Regions from separate parts of the Danio rerio genome. Here region 2 is linked to region 1. The links are chromatin contacts, called in public Micro-C maps. All regions are on one chromosome and are shown on one strand. The core of a region is the stretch at or near the end of the contact, and the rest is flanking DNA. Distances in the headings are between cores, read along the strand shown. Region 1 overlaps bmpr2b (bone morphogenetic protein receptor, type II b (serine/threonine kinase)). Region 2 overlaps bmpr2b (bone morphogenetic protein receptor, type II b (serine/threonine kinase)).

Region 1 (3,225 bases), core at 384-2,883:
TATATATATATATATATATATATATATACACATACATTTTAAGGTCTAATTTAATAGCCCCTTTAACTAGGTTAATTAGGTTAACTAGGCAGGTCAGGGTAATCATGCAGTGATTGTATAATGATGGTTTGTTCTGTAGACTATCACAAAAAAATATATAGCTTAAGCCTTTAAATGTCACTTTAAGCTGTATAGAAGTGTCTTTAAAAATATCTAGTAAACTATTATTTACTGTCATGGCAAAGATCAAATCCATTATTAAAGATGAGTTATTAAAACTATAATGTTTAGAAATGTGTTGAAAAAATCTTCTATCCGTTAAACAGAAATTGGGGAAAAAAATAAACGCGCCTAATAATTTTGGGGGGATAATAATTCTGACTTAATCTGTATGTCTTTCTCTATTGAGAAGCTACTATATGAGTTAAAGGCTTGATTTTTTCTTTCTGCTTCTGCACGATTCCCACACCCACTCACTAGAGGTCTGCAGATTTAGACTTTTGCAAAGCCAAAGCAGTCAGCGTGAAGTACACACTGTGTGAACAGTAAGGGCTCCATACTTGGCCACACATCACCGATTTCCTTTCCTCTAAACATTACAATAATGACAGAATAGTGAACTGATGGCTTTCATTTCAGTCCTAGCCATCTCTCGCTTGCAGCAAACAAACAGTAGGAGAGGACAGGCTAAATCTGACATCATCACAGAAGGACTTTCGTTCCAGAGTGAAAGCCAATTTTCTGATTTTAATTAAAGATAACAAAAACAAACATAATTTTTTTTCTGTGGATTAATTGAATTGTTCACCTCAAGAATGGCCTAACAAAGCAAATAGTCTCACTTCATGACTACTTTAACGACTTAATGGTTTACTGGGAGTCTAGTATGCAATCTTTAACAGTCTGCCAGGAAGCAAATGTTGTTTTCAACAGTAAGTGCTTCAGAGGGAGAAACCAAAAGCTGAATTTAAACGTTTTTGAAGTTTACAGCTTACATCCAAGCATTCTGCTCCAGGCTGTTTTTTGTTTGAGTTTAGTTTAAAAGAGATGTGTTCACATGTTTTCCCAGGGGATATATGGGCAAGTATATATTTTTATTATTATTTTAAATGACAAATAGGCTGGGGAAGCTCTGTAGCTCAACAAAAATAGGAAAGGGCTGTCTGTCAGCTGAAGCCACATCACATCAACATGTAAGGGCAGACAGACAACAACACTGCTGATTATAATTGGAGCAATTTGTTAAGGTTCCTGGTTCATCGGCTACAGCATCAGCCCTGAAAGTGCCATAACAGCTGATCAATAGCGGGCCAGACACATTAGAGAGTCTGAAAAATTAAAAAGGTGCTGCTGGCACTGTTTTCTTTCCCCAAGAGACGTGTTTTCTCATAAATAGGTCCAACTGCGTAATCTGAATTCCCTTCATTCCCGTTCAGTACAGCTGGGATGAGAGCATTTCACTCAAGTGTTTCCTTCATGTCGTGATTAATTCAGCTTTCATCGACTGGCTCCGCTCCATCCGGACATGCATTTTCGAATCTTCCAAATGACTCGGCTCTTTATTTTTGTCTGCTGGGCAGCAAGAGAAAATTCCTCCACCTCTAGGTGGCAGGGTGCTCTACTCTCTACCGAAAGAGCACAGGGAGGAGGGTGAGGGTAGAAGGGGATTGTGGGATTGTTTTTGGGGGCAGTCTGTACCAGTCTGACTCGGCCCTGCTACTGTTTGTGCAGCAGCTCAAGGTTAGAGCTACTGCTTAGAGGCCTGTCAGCAATTTCCCCAGATAACACTCAACTTTGCCTTACTGGGGACCTTCGGCCTGTGTTAGTCTCAGCTCCTGGTCTTCGTTTTAAAGGGAAAGCGCAGTCCAAAAAGCCAGTGATCTGCCCACAACTCACTTGCTGGCACTGTGAAAAACAAAACGGGGCTTTTCTATAAAGAATACATCAGAGTAAAGGACTACACAAACCTAAGCCGAGTACAAATCGTGATTAATTTATCACGTCTCCGCTGAGGCCAAAAGCTGAGGCTCTGTCTGCCAAAGAGCCGAAGGGCCTGTGGCCGTTTCCTTTCCAGTAGATTATCTGAGAGGTTGGCACTGGCCCCATCTTCTGCCAATGTCTCTATGGACAGGGAAGCTGTCAGGCTGGCTCTCAGATACAGGAAAGCAGAGAGGGGGCTGTGCTGGCACTGGAGGGGGCACCAGCAGAAACCTCACTCCAGCTTGGCCTAGGAGAACTTAGGGGCCAAATGAAAGGAAATAGGATGGTTCAGCAATTCCAGAGCCATCTGGTGTGGCATTACCACACCAGACCATCAGGCAGTTACTGTAGATTAGGTGGCGTACTGGTGAAATATACAATTTCATTGTACTATATCGTAATCAAATAAAAGCTGCATTCATTATGTGTACTTTATGAATAATTAACTTGAGTAGAAAATTAAGTGTGGCATTTGTATTAACACTACAGTAACCCAAACTTGGTTCTCAAGAACATTGTCAGTATTAAGTGTTTAATAGTTTGTAAGTGACATTATCTGTTAAGGATCTGTTAAACAAAACAGATCCTTATGTATAGGCATGGGTCAGAATAAGATTGTAACAGTATGATAACAGCTTCACAGTATTTACTGCTCTAAAATATATTCTTTTTAATGTCTGGGTAAAAAACAAGAACTTTTTTCTGCTTTGAACACAAATGGCTGCGACCGAAATCACAGACTTCCATACTATAAAGTACGCTAAAAACAATATGCAAGCCAAGTACTACATGTATGTCCGAATACATAGAAAGTAACCAGATGACCTACTGCTTCCGGTGAGATTCTGAAGTGCCCATCCGATGTCGCGTGATGATGATGACAAAATGGCATCTGTAGTACGTCCGAGTTCCATTTATGCTACTTACATTCATGATGCATACCATACTTTTCTATCGATCGAGTAATAAATTCAAGTAAATTAAAATACAATACCTACTGAGTAGTAGGTGATTTCAGATGCAGCCAATATATTATATTTTGAGAAAGATTTTAAATATTTTGTAACAGTAAACAGGTCAGGCTAAATAATAATGGCAAATTGTTCACTTCTGCTGTCTTGATTAGTTTCAAAAACACAGATTTCTTTACAATTTAAAATCCAATCATTGGATATCTTTTCTGCTGGAGATACTGTTGTCCTTAAAAAATGTAACAAAAACATCTTGCATATACTGTACAAATGA
Region 2 (3,225 bases), core at 332-2,831, 72 kb before region 1:
ACTATATATGTGTGTGTGTGTGTGTGTGTGTGTGTGTGTGTGTGTGTGTGTGTGTGTGTGTGTGTGTGTTATTTAATTTACGTGTTATTTAATCCTGCCTTTAGCAAAAGCATGACAGCTGTCAGCGTGTGACAAGTCTTACAAGCCAATTGATTAAGCACACTTGCTTTCTGCCCAATCAGAATTGCATGACCAAACTATGCAGAGCACCCACAATAAAATAAAAACAAACAAACAGGAAAGCGCGGATGAGTGGGATGATGCTGTCTGTCGCTTCAGAACCATTAATAGACTAATTAATATTAAAAAAACAGCACATTAGTAATATGGGAATATTTTAGTTTCAAAGTCACAGACACAAAAACAAAACAGGTCATCCATCCATCCATCCATCCGTCCATTCGTCCGTCCATCCATCCATCCATCCATCCATCCATCCATCCATCCATCCATCCATCCATCCATCCATCCATCCATCCATCCATCCATCCATCCATCCATCCATCCATCCATCCATCCATCCATCCATCCATCCATCTATCTATCTATCTATCTATCTATCTATCTATCTATCTATCTATCTATCTATCTATCTATCTATCTATCATGATCCCCTGACAAGTGCAAACTCTTCCTGGGGTCCATCGAACATAACACACAATTACATTAATACATAACAACAAGAGCAATAAAAATATTAAAATACAAAATTTATACATAACATCCAGATCAACAATCCACTTAATATTGTGCCATTAAATATTTCTTAAATGATTTTTAATTTATAAGAGCTGTCGCAGAAATTGCTGCCAGCACGAGGAAATACAGCAACCAGTATCTAAATTGAAAACAAAATTAAATCGCAAATCAAATCAAAATCACAATATCTGTTAAAAAAATTGCAATTAAATATTTCGCCCAAATCGCACAGCCCTATTCCCTACCATGTCATTACTGTTATGTACTGTATATTATGTGTAAACAATTGCTGCTATAATGTGGCATCAGAAAAGTTTTGTTAGTCTCCTTTTTTAATATAAAGTATTGCATTACAATGTGACACTGAGTAATGGAGTAATTATGCCAGAAACTCAGCTTTGAAAAAATACATTTAAGAAAGGAAATGGGGGTGAATGTATAATAAAATACTGCATTATGCTGTTTACATTAATGTAGCTGAAAACTCATATTAAAAATACAAACTTCATACAATTTTTTTTCCTATTAACATAATTCAAGATAAATATATATTTAAATTTAGTCATAAAGTTGAACATGTTTGTTCTTTTAATTAACTATAATAATCCTGCCCAAAACAGTAATATATCATAGAGCTGCCCCTTTACAACCTGAATAAAATTCCACCACAGGAAACACTCGTACAGTACATTATTTCTGAGAAGTTTTCACAAACTTTCCTAGTATTGGGTTGCACCTGGAAGGTCATCCGCTGTGTAAAACATTTGCCAGAGTAGTTGGCGGTTCATTCTGCTGTGGAAACCCATGATAAATCAGGGACTAAGCCAAAGGAAAATGAATGTTTTCACAAACCATTACAAGACTCAACCGGCAGAGGGCGCTAAGAGACGAATGTGCTAAGGATAGAGTATGTGGATGAATACCCTCTCTCTCTCTCTCATTCTCAACCCGCTGTCTGTCTGCCTCTAAAGTTCAGCTAGTAATGAGGGCAGTGGCAAAACAATATGCACCACGACTGCACCCAGATCAGCGCATAATATCTCCTGATGCAGAAAGCCGGTGGACGGCTGCTCTCAGATCAGTTGTTAATGAGACAGCTGAGAGGAAAATGAACTTGAGATATGATGAGCCGCAGACTGTCTGCTGATCTCTGGCGATGCTCCAGCGAAACACAAGGAGCTCGACAAACAAATTAGGGGAATGTTTTTTGTTTATAGCACCTCATGCTGCTGGCCCTTTAAGGCAAGATACTGCAGTTAAAACCTTCAGACTTGTGGAGAGAAAACATTCAAACATCCAAAATGTGAATGTGAATTAAGCCATTTAATCTATTAAATAACACCATCTACCAGCGTACACAGCATCATAAGAGGTTATGTTAGATAATAGGTTAGATTTAGGTTGTGACATCAGGTAACCAAAATTCAATGTCTATCCAGCGTCTAAGGACAACGTTGTTTTGACGTCTAATAATGACAATGATTTTTGGTTGATTTTAGGTTGTGTTGGAAACTGACCACAATCTAACGCTGAGCCAACATCTTAAACCAGCGTCATATTGACGTCAAATCCTGACATTTATTCATCAGGTATGACAACCAAGCGTCTGATAGACGTGACATCATAGTGGTAACGTCCACATAACGTCAAGCTGAAACGTCAATAGACGTTGATATTTGATTGATTTTAGGTTGGATGTTGAACAATGACATCGAACTGATGTTGGATTCTGACGTCAACTCGATTTTCATTCACCAAAAAAGTGCAACGTTCCCACGATACAACGCCAATCTGACGTCATGTTGACATACTTTGTCTGCTGGGTTGCTGTATAAACTCTCAAACATACTGGGTTGTTATAAACTAATGTTAGGTTAAATAACAAGCCCAAATTTTGGGTTAAAAAGTGTAATTTAAATTAAATTTAAAAATTTTACTTAACATTGTGTCTGTCGATGTTTGACCCAACATTAGGTTACAACAAACCAACAGTGTGTATTTTGTTAGCTTTTATTCACATCTAAAATATTGATGAGGGAACATAAGCAGAAGCTCAACTATACAAGCTTTATGCACAAAAACAAAACTTTTATGTGTGCGAATATGAATGCCTGAAACACTACATAAATCTAAAATATTATTGTTGATGGCCAGTAGACTGGATATTTATTTAGAGTAGGGGTACCGTGTTTTTAAATGATTTTTTTTATAAACAAATAAAGTTACCTATCTAACTAACTGAAATTAAATCTGTTCCTTTATTGAATAAAGTAATTTCGTCTGTTCAGATTCAGAAGGTCTTAGTTGGATAAAACTGCTCAATTCATACAATATAGCCAAAGCGCCTGGCTATTGATCACCAACATTTATGTTCTTACCCTGTCATGGTAGTCCCTCAATGATACATCATACAAAGTGTTGTTGTCAGAACTCCACTAAGCTTTCATCTATTTAATGTCCACCTAGCAGCACAGTCCTCACTCCTGTATTTGCCATTTTAAAACCTGTGTGCGAAAAAGATTCTGT

The links. A called contact is a pair of places that touch in the nucleus more often than the background predicts.
Region 2: a Micro-C map of caudal fin shows a contact between it and region 1, with 2.5 times the contacts expected there. The contact joins two enhancer-like sites. A contact is called at or near these places in 2 of 18 Hi-C or Micro-C datasets (caudal fin and an unstated tissue).

What each region holds. Positions count from the first base shown.
Region 1 is chr9:13,167,714-13,170,938 of GRCz12tu, reverse strand. The region is part of intron 1 of bmpr2b (bone morphogenetic protein receptor, type II b (serine/threonine kinase)); the gene reads right to left. Among named protein-coding and RNA genes, the nearest start is that of bmpr2b, 64 kb to the right of the region's middle. Within about 2 kb of position 1,633, at least 36 of the 62 cell types and tissues checked have an H3K27ac peak or open chromatin away from gene starts, as enhancers often do.
Region 2 is chr9:13,239,342-13,242,566 of GRCz12tu, reverse strand. All of the region lies in intron 7 of bmpr2b (bone morphogenetic protein receptor, type II b (serine/threonine kinase)), which reads right to left. Among named protein-coding and RNA genes, the nearest start is that of fam117bb, 25 kb to the left of the region's middle. Within about 2 kb of position 1,581, at least 11 of the 62 cell types and tissues checked have an H3K27ac peak or open chromatin away from gene starts, as enhancers often do.